2 separate regions of the Zea mays genome follow, and region 1 is linked to region 2. Evidence: chromatin contacts called from public Hi-C data. All regions are on one chromosome and are shown on one strand. Each heading gives the region's core, a stretch centred on a gene start, on an enhancer-like site or on the middle of the called end of the contact. The rest is flanking DNA. Distances are from core to core; before and after follow the strand shown.

Region 1 (6,929 bases), core at 363-2,862, 250 kb after region 2:
ACTGCCCCATCCAGCTGCATGCCCTCTTTGTGACCAGTCTGAGGAGAGCATTCAACATTCAACATACTCTTGTCTCATGTATTTTTGCCCGGCAAGTCTAGTCGATGATCCTCAATAAGCTAGGCCTGCTCGCCATTGCCCCTCAGCCAGGATGCAAACGGTTTTCGAACTGCTGGGGTCAAAGTATCAAAAGTGTTGAGAAGAGATTAAGGAAAGGACTTAACTCCCTAATCATTTTGGTAGCTTGGGAGATCTGGAAGCACCGAAATTCTTGTGTTTTTGAGGGTGCTACACCCTGTGTCCAACGTGTAATGTTAGATGCGGTTGAGGGTGGTGCTTGGCTTGAGCATCAGCTCTACAGGACCTCCTCCTGTGCCAGTTCCCCATAGGAAACTAGCAGGTATTTCGGCGGTAGTTTTTTGTAGTTTTGTTCCTTTGTATGTTTGGAACGCCATTCCCTAGTCTGGGTATTTGGCCTCATGGGCCTTGTAACGTGGGTTGACAAGTCTTGTCTCTCCTATCTTACTTTTCTCCTTAATGAAATGACACGCAGCACTCTTGCGTTTGTTTAAAAAAAGAAAATCCAACCGCACATGTGCAAATCATACATAATCCATAGGAATAATGCAAGTTGTCCAATTGTGACAACGGAATATACACATGATGGTAAGACTTCTTGTCTTAAAAGTTTAGGCTACATAACAAATGCACAAATAAGGATGCTAGAAGTGAAGCATGAGTGAATGACTAGCTTATTTCAGATGAGAAGTAACAGACTAACAGCAGGGGACAAACATGTATGTCAACTATAATGGACATGGAAAAATGAAATTGTGCAGTAGCAAATCAATATCCATAATAGTGAGATTAATATACAAGGCACTGTACAAGTATGTTCGATCTAGGATACAGCGAGGTCCAGACATAACAAATCTGGCGAGTACCAAAGCCTAGCTTCTCTAAACCAGTCTCCTAGTGGCAATAGCTAGCAGCAGAGGCGGGAAAGTGAATTTTACCTTGGGCACCAGGGCAGTGAGGCGTCCGTAGGCTTCGGAGGACGCGGGTAGCGCGAAGGCGAGGAAGGCGGAGACGTCCCGCGCGGCGAGGCGGCGACGGAGCGCGACGGTGAGGCGGAAGGCGCGGGAGATCCGGCGGACCTCCTTGGACAGAGAACCGGCCTCGATCACGGACGCGATCTCCTTCAGATCTGACATAAGCGCCGCTTCAGCCACACCGAATCTTCGTGGAGATGTTACATAAGAACTCTAGGGTTTTGGGGAGGGGAAGAATGGATTGAGGGAGCATACGGTGTAGTGTGGAGAGCGCCGGCGCCCCGACGGCGGGAGCTGAGGCCGCAGGCTGGGGCTCCGAGTCGTTCATCTGCACGTCTTCCGTCATCGTGGAGGCGGCGGCGAGCAGAACTGCCGGAGTAGGAGAGGATTTTGTGGCGTGGTGGCGGATCGATGAGCAGTGCCTTTTGCTTCGGGCTCAAGAAGGTCGCTTCCGGGTTCGATTACCTTGGTTCTCCTTCACCGCTTTGTGGTGTCCTCGTGTCCCGCTCCACTTGGCATCAGAAACCCAGCAGCCCTGCAGCAGACATTTCTGGGCTGCCTGATATTCGTCGTTGTTGGGCATGGAAAATATTAGGATGGCTAAATGGACAGGCCCGAAGCGTTTTAGCCCGTAGTCCGTGGGCTTTTTATCTCCTCCAAATAATCATACTTATCTTTTCTTGTGTTCCGTTTAGATATCGAGAAAACATGAAATTGAATTAAGTTTAACACCAAATCAACCCTGGCTTAAAATAAGATGTAATTTTATTTCTATTGTTTGGATGTTATTAAATTAGAGTTTAGAATTATGTGATCTAATTCCACACAATACAGAGGAGTGATACTTTTTATTGAGAGGAGTTTCTAGTTATAGTCCAATTCTATAGAATTAGGTCTCAGATTCCAAATCTTAATTCTATATGCAATCAAACAATAGAATTCTAGAAAGCTTATTCCAATTCCAATTTCTATGCTGCAATATCTACATCCTTTTGGATATTGCAGTTATTTAATATAGAGTAAATTTTATTGGCAGTTCTCGAATTGGTATCGAGTTCTCATCCAAGTTTTGATAATTTTAAATTATACAATGAGCTATATGAACTTATTTTAAGTTTTTATCTAGGTCTTGGTACTTTCAAATTACATATTTAGCTCCCTATACTTATCTAAAGTTCTCGTATAGGTTTTGAATTACGTATGTAGCTTCCCAATCTTGATAGTTTAAAAATACACTCTCAATGCACTAAAATTATATTATTGTACCATTCCCACACACTACGTTGGGTGTGCAAACATAACTTCCTAGGACTTGCTTTGACGCACCAATCTTATTGTGCTTCCACACGTCCCAGCCGAGCATTCTCTATCGTGACATCGACCCTCACCTCATGATAATCGCATTCGAGCATCATTTATCGTGACACCAACCTTCACCTCATGATAATCGCATTCAACACCACCATGGTACCCCTTTTGCTCCCTTGTCGAGTAGGAGCTCATGTTCACATTGTCACAATCGCTCTGCGCTTAGTTTCCCACACTCCCAACCCCAATCACCTCCAACCCCAATCACCTCCCTCGACAACAATTGTAGTGCAATAGAGTGAGTGGAGCACGCAACATGGTGGTGCAGCGGGCATGACATGCACAAGAATTTCTTATAGGCCAACTAAATATGTGTGGGCTTTTAAGCCAACCCAAAAAAAATGGACCAATTTTTTGTTCCATGTGGCCTAGCCAGCGGAAAATTACTAACTTCCGTAGGCTAGAACAAGGTGCCAACTAAAATTAGTGATCTTTTTGGCTCTATGCATGCTTATAGCTGACAAAAAAATACTAATTTCCATCAACTTCTCTCTTGGCCAGCAGAAGTTAGCTACTTCAACATGTCGTCCTCATGTGTGCCTATGATGGTCTCTTATCACCATCCTCACTACTCCGTAGAGATCGCAATGGAGACCGAACCTTGATTCTCCGTCGAAATTCCCCTATTACAAAATGGGCATGAAGATAATTTAGTCCTTGTGGGGATCGAAACCAGAAAAAATAGTCCCATTTCAAGAGGATGGAGATGAGGAGCCATTCACTGTCCCCATTCCTTTGTACCCACTCTCCAAACTTCTCCTGATCTAAATTAGTCCATTGACTTGTTAAAAATATAATAAAAACTCAATACATAGCCTATTATAAAATGACAAACTAAACTCTAAAGTATATGTCTTTTATAATTCAAATATTTTTGCCCAATTTATATTGATTTGATATAATCAAATTAAATTCTCTACTCTATAAATGAAAGGGAAATATGCCCTTGAGCCATTTCTATATTGTTTTGGTGATTAGATACACAACACATTATGTTTAACTAACATGATATATGAGCAAAAGTGTATGAAGCAAATTGAGCTCCGAAGAGGACATAATGAAAATCTATATGGATCAAGCAAAAAGGTATGCTCGAGACACTTAGTCAATTGTTTTGTGTGCTAATTATGTTTGTCTAAGTGCCAGGGATTCAGCTAAGTCAAGTCCAAAAGGAGAAAAAGAAGACAAAGGAAGAAACAGAGAAAAGGTGCTGGACTGTGTAGCCCCAGACAGTCTGGTGCCAACCACCTGTAACACCCAAAATCCATCACCTAAAAGCAATTTAGTCTAAGTTATTGGTTTCCAATAGAAAGGAAAATATTTATGTTTTCAAATAATGAATGGTGATATAATTAAAAAAACAATTTCTTGAATAGATAGAATTTTACCAAGTGGTTGATGCATTTATGCCGAACCATAAATTTTATTTGATTTTATTTGCAAATCCATTTTTTATTTTGTGATAAAAATCTCATTTTATAAATTAATGATGGATGATTACAATATTAATTTTGGAAGGTACGAATTTGTGAGATTTTTTGTTTCTGAAAATATATATTTATTTATATCATTAGTTAGATTTATTTGTTGGAGTGAAGTCTTTTCCTAAAATGAAATGAGTTGCTAAATAATATTTTTCTAAAAGCATGTATATTCTTTTGTATATAATATATTTGGATTTATCTATTTTTTAATATTAATATATATATACATACTTATTTTAAGTAAAAGACAAGGAAAACAAATAGTAAAAAGAAAAAAAAAACACGCACGTGGCCATCCCGTACGCTTTCCTTTTATCTCCTCTCACTCAATGCCACGTGGGCCCTCCATGTAAGAACGATCTTCTTTCTCTAGTTATATCTCTGTGTCTAGGGCTGGACGAAAAACTCGTGGCTCGTTGGCTCACTCGACTCGGATCGGATTTAAATTTTTACACGAGCTGAGCCAGCGTCCCAGCTCGGTTTCTTAATGAGCCAGCTCGAGTTGATCTCGAGCCAGCTCGCGAGCTAATCGAGCTGCCACATTGCAGCATATCGTTTCGGGCCGGCCTTTCACAGTTTCACTTAATCGCTTCTTTGGCCCATCAGCCGTAAGCCCAAGCGGCTAGGCCCAACGCTCACCGCTCAACAGGCACACCGCACACGGGCAAACGGCCACGGGCCACCGCTCAAGGCTCGGCCAACGACGTCCACGGTCCACTCATTCACTCCAGACACCAGACTCCACGTCAGCCGCTCCTGCTGAGGCCTCAGCCGCGCGCAAACCCTAGTGGCCTAGTCGGTGTCTCGGCGTCGGCGACGGCCGACAGCGACTCGGCAGACGGCGGCTCGACGCTCCACTCGTCTCCACCGACCACTGGCCAGGCGGGGCAGCAGTCCAGGCAGCGCCGCGGCGCAGCGCCAGCGGGCAGCGACCAACCGGGCACCGGCATCTTCGCGGTCGCGCGCCCAAACGGCCACCGCTCGAGGCTCCAACAGTCCACTCCAGCGTCACTGGCTCACTGCGTCTCAGCGTCTACGTCAGGCACAGCGTCGATATCCAGGCATCCAACCCTATGCCCCTATGGAGGAGGAGAACACTCCATTGCCAGCAAGTTTGGGGTCTCGATCTCGAACTCGAACCAAGCAACTCACAAAGAAGCCACCCATTTCGATGCAGAAGATGCCTGCAGCGACAACATCATCGGCGTCCGGCAATCGGTCTAATGTTTCTATATCTGTGGTGAGTATCCAAAACTTCAAATGCTAAGCTTTTGTTGTCTTCACATTCTTTGGTGTATGCTAGATTGTAATGTTGGATTGAAATGCAGGAACCAACAACTAATTCTAGAGAGGAGGAAGACAAGGAGGAGGATAATAGCCTTGACATGGAGGATGATTTCTCTCTAAGCCTATCTTCAGAGGATGGTGGGAGCCAAGGTGAAGATGAGGTTCAGGTGGCACAAGTTCATAATGCAAAGAGAGGAGTCAAAAGGGCAAAGGGTGATGTTCCATTATCTCCTTCAAAGTGTAAGGTCAATAGGGCGAAGCGAGCCGATTGCTGGAAGTATTTTAAGGTGGTCGAAGTTCAATCAAAGAAGTTTGGGGAAATGGTGACGAAGGCCAAGTGCAAGTTTTGTTACAAACTGTATGTGTATCAACGTGGGGGTCCAACATCACAGCTGAATCGACATCTGGATAAGTGCACCGCCTACCAGAACAAGTTGCCCAATGCAAAATCAAAGGTTGCTCAAGGTACTATCAGCTTCGCTCTTGATGATGGTTCTCTTGTTGTTAATCCCACTGAATATGATCATGATCACACTAGAAATTTGATTGCTAAGATGATTATTGTTCATGAGTATTCACTTCGAATGGTAGAGCACAGATGGTTTAATATCTTGATGAAATGGATGAATAACAGCTATGAAAGTATTGGTAGAAAGACTAAAAAATGAGTGCATGAAAGTGTATGAATCTGAAAAGGACCTTCTAAAGAAAACTCTTAGAGAGGCTGAATCCATAAGTTTGACTACCGATCTGTGGACATCTAACCAAAATGTCCAATACATTAGTTTGGTTGCACACTACATAGATGTAAATTGGGAATTGCAATGTCGTGTACTGAACTTTGTGGAGTTGGATCCTTCCCACACTGGTGTAGTGATAGCTCAAGCTATTTTTGAGTGCCTGGTTGAATGGAAAATTGAAGATAAAGTTATTACAATCACACTTGACAATGCTATAAATAATGATGTTGCAATCACCAATTTGACATCCAAGCTTCTTGCTAGAAGGAATACACAATTTGATCCCTTGTATTTTCATGTTCGTTGTGCTTCACACATAGTCAATTTGGCTGTAAATGATGGCTTGCAACCAATAGATGATCTCATAAGTAACCTTAGGGAAACAGTAAAATATTTCAAGAGATCACCTAGTAGAATGTACAAGTTCATGGATGTTTGCAAGGAGTATGTTGTAAAAGTTGGAAAAGGGCTCTCTCTTGATGTTAAAACAAGGTGGAGTTCAACATATAGAATGTTGGATACTTGCATTGACTATAGGGCTGCTTTTGGTTACTATGTTGAAAAAGATCATAACAATATGTGGGAGCCTTCGCAGTCACAATGGGACATGTATGAAAAGATTAGACCAATCTTAGGAACAATGGCTGGAGCAACCACTGCATTTTCAGGATCAGTTTATCCCACAGCCAATGTCTTCTACCCTTATATAGTGAAAGTAAAGATTGCATTAATTGGAGCAAAGAATTCTGGTGATCCATATCTATGGAGTATGGCTGCTGCCATGTTAGAAAAATTTGATAAATATTGGGAGAAGAGGAACAATATCATGGTTATTGCTACGATCCTTGATCCTAGGTTTAAAATGAGGTATATTAAATGGTGCTTTGGTCAGATTTATGACTCCATTAGGTGTGAAAAGGAGTTTGATGAGATCAACAAAGAGTTGGAAGGGTTGTTTAAGAAATATGAGTTGTTGTATCGCCAAAAAATGGGTGATA
Region 2 (6,808 bases), core at 204-2,703:
GACTTCTTTCTCTGCTTGCGTGCTCTCTCCATATATGTATCTAGCAGTATACTACCTATGTCGCCTCCAGATGCCCAGGTCTTTGTCATGTACTTCTCCGGCAATGAACAGGTATGCCTGCCTCTTCCCTTCCCTTCCTGCTCTACGAAACCTTGGAAGTGGGGGAGGCGAGGGATCGGGGTTCCTGATTTGCTGCCTATGGTACCTGTTCGATAACTCGACATCGCATGTCTATATGGCCTTTTCCTTACCATGGTGTCGACTCGGTATGCTTCTACCACTTCTATGTACATGTCATCCATTCTTTTGTCATTGCAAAAATTATTATGTTGTTCCTCTGTTGTTTTGGGTGTTAGTTTTTTTATTGTGCTATGGACTAAACATATTTTGGGCGTGTTAATAATTTATTTATTTTCTGCACATGCTTTGTGTTCTTCTCATGATGGCTCATGATTCCTGCAAAATATGTGTTAAAATTTGGAGATCCATGCGGGCACTACCACAATGCGCTCGTCCCTTGTGTTCTTGGCTCTTGCATGTATTAGGTTGTTTCTGAGACCACATTGGCGCAATGTACTTTATGGTGTTTGAGGTTGCTGAATTGGATAGAGCAGCAATGATTTATCACACTAACAGTAAAAGTAATGGTTATTTGTTGGTTTTAAACGTTAGTAATTGCTACGAAGTACCATAATTTGTATGGAGCGCATCCAGTTTTTATTGATGCCTACTCCATATTTTGATCTATATTTTTTATAAGTTTGAGTTCATATGACTTATTTTAGAAACTTGAGCTCACAAATTTTCTCTTATGTGGTCTCTGTATGGTGGAATTATGTCATTCTATAATATCTATTCATTCAGTAGTCGTTGTAAACTCTCTTCTAATCGCTCCATTCATTGACCGTGTTGTACCAAGACATATTGGATGGAATAAACAACATCAGTTAGTTAAATAAAAAAAATTATGCGGAGAGCGGAAACAATTAATAAAAAAATCTTGAGATCTTTTTGTGGATAGTATATGTGGGTATTGTTGTGAGCCATTGAAACACACAGGCAACCGACTAGTATACAAAACAACACTGTTTTGTTTGTCTTTTCGGAAAAAAATAACCATTGTTAACACGACAGGGCTATATCAACAATGGCATGTAATTCACGGGAATTGATACTGCTCATCTTTCTCCGCGGATGGTCCGCAGCCCGCCTTCTGATGGGCCTTACACGTACACCCTTCCGTTGCTCATGATGGACCCTGCGGCCGATCATCGACGAGATGCTGCACACGGCCCACCATCCAACCGCCTGCCTGACTGCGCAGCGGTGGGGTCTCGTGGACCCCGCAGCCCGTCGATACTACCGATGCCGACGGCCGTGTTGCCACCCCGCCGTGTATAAAAGGGCCCTCACTTCGGACAGGTCACTGCTCTAACTCCAACCTACCCAGCCTCGGCCAGCCACCTCCCCGTCGCTCTCACGCTCTTCGTGCCCGCCGCCTCCCCTCTTCCCCTCCACCTCACTCCTCCCGTCTGACGCACATGGCATCCATCGCCGGATCTTCCGCTCTCTCCTTCGCCATGCCTGTCAAGGTAATTATACTCAGATCCGAGGCCGCGAGCGCCACCTGCTGTTCGTTGTCCGTCCGTTGCTCTTTCCAGATCCATCTCTATATATCAATATATGCCTGCCTTCCGCGTCGCGCATGGACGCGGGGGGGAGGGGGGGGGTTGTCGGGGGGTCTGAGTTCTGTAATATTAAGGTTTCCTGCCTCACATGCGTGCGCGTGATCTAGAGGGACTCTCGTCCCTTGATTTGCACTCGTGGTGAATGAACTGGTGGCTCACCACTGCGAGAGCATGTGTTGGATTTACGGCTGGATGAAACCCTTTTTTGGTTCCATGGTGAAAGCTGACCTTTATGGGTGTCTGGCTTTATTGACCCTTTTTCTAAAGGGGATTTGTGCAGATCTGCTTGCACGTACATGATGAATTTCATTTATTTATGTAACCATACGTTGGCCTTGCAGGCTTAGATCATGGTATACTGCACATAATGATTTATGCATACTTCTTTCCGTTTCACTAAATAATATTCAGTATAATTATTTGTTTCGGATGCGATTTCAATTGGAGGGGATAGTGTTGGAATCTCAGTACTACAGGGCTGTTTGGTTTGTTGCCTTAGCTGCCACAAAATGCCTAACTTTTATGCCTAAGCTTAGTTCTTAAATTTGAGCGCCTAAGGTTAGGCAAATTGTGGCACCTTAGGTAGGAAACCAAACAAGCCCTACATCTCATGGCCTTGATTTTGGTCACACAACAGGTCAAATATTCATTCTTCTTCATGTTTTAACTGTACTTTCTTGAATTGCAGGCAATCAACTCAAATTCTCTAGCCTTCTCCCCGGTGAGGAAGGGTAACACATTCCTCCGCCTGCAACCAGTGCCTATGAGATCTGTTTCCTGCGCTGTGAGTTTTATACTTGGCCTTACAATGCACAAATATATTTGGCGAGGGTTTTCTGTATCATAACAATGCTAGTGATTTACCTGAGTTATTGCTTCTGTGCATAATTATGACAAAGCTATTGATTTCCTAAATCAACTGTGTCTCTGGATCTCAACTGAACTAGTAATCTGTATATACTATCGGTCAAGTTTCACCAAAGCTCCTTATTGTTTATAGAAGGGCTCTGTTTTCTTCCCTTACCTTTGTTCTGGAAGTCAAGGAAACTTATACGTGCTCCTAGTGTTGTTGCAGTGCTCTTGATCTAGCAAGATAACCATACTCCCAGTGACACCTTTTTCAATATATATTCTCTTATACTGCAAACATAATGAAATTTCAAAATATGGATTATGACAGGCCAAGAAGGATACGGTGGACAAGGTTTGTGAAATTGTGAAGAAGCAGCTTGCTCTTCCTGACCACACTGAAGTTTGTGGTGAATCGAAATTCTCTGAACTTGGTGCGGATTCGCTGGACACGGTAAATCACAATATTTCTTTTCGCTGATGTCATCTACATATGTCACTTGTAAAATGATTTTTTAATGGAAATGTATGGTTGTGAATTTGTCAATTTATACTTAGGCCCGTTTGTTTTGTTGGAATTGAATTCCATTATAATAATCATAATTTAGACAAACTAATTAAGTTAATATATTTATATATTTAATATATTAGTATATTATCCTGAATCATATGAGAGATATAGTTATACGCTACACGTATGCTATAGAGAAGTAAGTATAAGAGTGTGGTATAAGTTGTATATTAGAAAAGTAGCATGTAAATTTATAGAACCAATTTTATCTCTCACCCTATGAATTTGAGATAGGCTTATATATAAACTTTGGAAAGTTATGGAATGTCACATTCTAAAAAAATAGCTTACTCCATTAGTTAGATTCCAATTCTTCGAAATGATGGGAAACAAACGGGCCCTTAGCCTAATGCAACTACAATGCCCTATTTTTTTTTCTTTTGGCCTGAATAATTAGAGAGACTGCAAACAGTAAGTAAACTTTGACCTATCTACTTCATACTGAGGAACTTTGTTGCTTCAATATAATCGCTGTACTCCACACTTGCCTCCAGGACATTGTCAGTCAGTCTGTAATTCCTTATTCCCTATAAGGACTAAAGAAGCACTTTGAAATAATGTTCTGTGTAGTACCACAGATAATGCATACTCCATCTCTGGATGAATCAACTTCTAGAGTTGCAACAGTTTGATCAATTTCATACAAAAGGTACTAAAAACTCTGACAACAAAAAGGAATACCATGAAAATATGTTTCGTGCTGTATCTGACTATTCAAATTCCTTGTCATAAATATCAGTTTTTTCTATCAAATTCAGTCAAACTTAAAAAGAAAAAAAGGATTAGGACAACTCTAGAGATGGATTTATTCAGGCCGGAGGGTGGATATAACTTGACAGGCGAATGAAAGACGTTGCTAAAGGTCCTTGCAAATTCGTTGCAGGTTGAGATTGTGATGGGCCTTGAGGAGCACTTCGACATTAGCGTGGAGGAGTCCAGCGCGCAGACAATTGCCACCGTTGAAGACGCCGCTGACCTCATTGACAAGCTTGTTGCTGTGAAGGCATAGGCCGCATCTCTTCTATCATTGTCTTACCACTCTAGGTTTCTATGGTCTGAAGACTTGTGATTTTCTCCGCACTGCTGTTGCTATTCCCGTGTCGTAATAATACGAGATGTTTTAAGCGGCTGAACACACGGTGGTGTAATCTGTTACTGGTAAGGTGCATTGTTGTATGAATTGTTTCTCACCCAGAAGAACCAGACCATCGGGGATTCTAGCATCATATATAGTGTTGAAAAGATGAGCAAAGCCGAGTGCGTTTTTTTTAAATCATTTCCTCTTCTAAGGCCCACCTTTTCAACACTATATTAAATCATTTCCTCTAGCAGACAATGGAAATCAAAGGTCTTGCAAGTTGCGGATAATTATCTATAGTGTAGAAAGAGAACAGACCTTGCAAGACACAGCCTCGCAACACCAGTGTCCGAGGGTCGTCAGGCAACCCCAAAAAATAATCAGAAGTTCAGCACACACATCCATCACCCAAAAGAAGACGATCAGGGTTGTACTTGAGCGATCTCCACGAGGGCGCCGACAACGCGGGCTGTCGGGCTTCATGCTAGCCCCGCCAACGGACCCCGTCTCATGTCATAATTGTTGAAGAAAGATTGTTCCCCTTACTATACTGCCATTGCTATGTGTTTTTGTCTGGAAGTAGTACAGAGGGCTTTATTAGTCTGTTGTTTATTGCAAAAGCAATCCAAGCATGCAGATTAATGTGGCATGGCATATTTGGTCTGTGTGCCCAAACCAGCCACAGGAAAATTTAGGCAGCCCTATGAGTTTGGATGATTGCCAAAATTTAGCAAAAATCCATGGTTATGGTTCATATGCTATGCATTTTTACTGCAAATTCTTGGCCAAATGCAACGTCGAATCAAAACCTTGACTAAAATTAATGCTAAAATTTGGCAGGGCTAGTTTGGATACAAACTAAACAAGTTTATTCAACCAGTGTAATTTACAGAAGGTCGGTGTGGGTCAGAGAAATGAAATAAAAAAATATTATCATCTTACCAATAGTATTCCCTCAAGGGAGTGTATTGAAGGAGTCACCAGCAATACAATGAAATACAGAGCCAATACTCGGTCCATCTGTTTACAATAAAATTAGACATGACGAGTTACAAATGATGGTTGAAGAAATATATACTCAGTCAAATTTCAATGGTAGAAATTAGTGGTGAAGCATCCTTGCCTAGATTAAAACATTCGCTTTAGGATCTTTCGAAGTAATGAACAAAATGTTCATACAATTATACTACAGGGAGAAGGAAGGAAGAGCTGTGAAAATACACTTTCATACAAAGCATATAGTACGTTTGTTGAGAATCTAACTGCTTAGAAGATCTAACTGTATCATTGATTCATTGGGTGTAATGAGTTCCATTATGCAATGATTGTGCAGTTTGAGACAGAGGCTCGCCCCAAACAGTACACATGCATAATACATTGATCATAACCTTCATCAAGTGAGCCATTAGTGACTGGATATAGGATAATGTAGAGAATATAATAGAGACGGAACTGAATGGATACCGTGAGTCCTTGGCAATCTTGATCCATGCAAACCACTTCATCAAGTGGCTCTTCGACACCTCTGCCATCATGCTTAAGTAGACGCCTGAAATTAAATGACAACATCTGTGGCTAGAGAGTTTCATTGTGCAAGGGATTCATAAAACTGAGCACACACCACTTTAGCTAATACATGTATCGCATAATCTCTAGCTGACCGTCCTGGATGCTTGATGTTCCGACAGCACGGTCCACAAGCACAAATAGCTCATATTTTCCATCTACTACATATACACTCCTAGATTGACCTGAAGAGTCAACTTGTCAGAAATATAATATCGATAATTCATTATCAAGATGCCAGGATCACAATAGTTCTCAAATATGCCTTTTTATGCCGACGTCGAGGAATGGGTAGTCCTGGGAGTCGTAGAGCGGGTATCCGCTGTCGCCACCAGCCTAGACCCATTCCCTGTCGAACATGTGGATGGCGAGGTGGGTGGGGAGGGCACCAGCCCTGGGTTAGAGAAGAAGGCTCAAAGGCGGAGGGCGTGCGCGGAGCGGCCGTCCTCCTAGAGTGCCTGAGCGCGGAACATGACGCTGGCGTACGAGGGCACCATGGCTGCTGGTTGGCACCACTAGATCTTCCACCTTAGGCTTGGCCCTGGCGTCGTCGATGGAGCCCTTGATGTGGCCGTGCAGGTGGAGGCACTTCACGCCGAAAGCCGCCCATGGATCAGGGTGCCTCACACGCTTATTCAAGGAGTGGGTCGGTGACGGACGCCGGCGCGTGGGATGGGTGTGTAGGCGGGCATAGATGGGAGGTGGTCATCGACTGCTACGAGTATTTGGGGCGAGCATGGCTCTCGGCCTGTGCCGCGCGTGGGGACGACATTAAAGGTGACTTGGGGAAGGGCGCTGGCGCTAATGGCTCGGGCGCAGTTGGCCGCGCGTGGGGACGGGTGTGGAGGCGGGCGTAGATGGGAGGTGGCCGTCGACTGCTGCAAGTAATTGGGGCGTGGATGGCTCTTGGCCTGCACTGCACGTGGTGATGGTGTTGAAGGCGACCTGGGGAAGGGTGCTAATGGCTCGTCCTGCGCCGCATGTGGGGACGGGTGTAGATGGGAGGTGCGGTGTCGACTACGGTAAGGATTTGGGGTGAGGATGGCTCCATCGGCG

Evidence for each region. A called contact is a pair of places that touch in the nucleus more often than the background predicts.
Region 1: a Hi-C map of ear shows a contact between it and region 2, with 2.8 times the contacts expected there. The contact joins the promoter of LOC100282792 here to the promoter of LOC103157010 in region 2. A contact is called at or near these places in 5 of 25 Hi-C or Micro-C datasets (bundle sheath, ear, leaf and 2 more).

The regions. Positions count from the first base shown.
Region 1 is chr4:224,052,200-224,059,128 of Zm-B73-REFERENCE-NAM-5.0, forward strand. LOC100282792 (26S proteasome non-ATPase regulatory subunit 3) reads right to left here and starts at 1,613. Exons shown (of 8, transcript NM_001155698.3): 1 at 1,308-1,613; 2 at 1,017-1,207. The coding sequence starts at 1,398.
Region 2 is chr4:223,805,068-223,811,875 of Zm-B73-REFERENCE-NAM-5.0, forward strand. LOC103157010 (acyl-[acyl-carrier protein] desaturase) reads left to right here and starts at 1,454. Exons shown (of 4, transcript NM_001291754.1): 1 at 1,454-1,592; 2 at 2,377-2,472; 3 at 2,869-2,991; 4 at 3,992-4,357. The coding sequence starts at 1,542. The coding sequence ends at 4,117.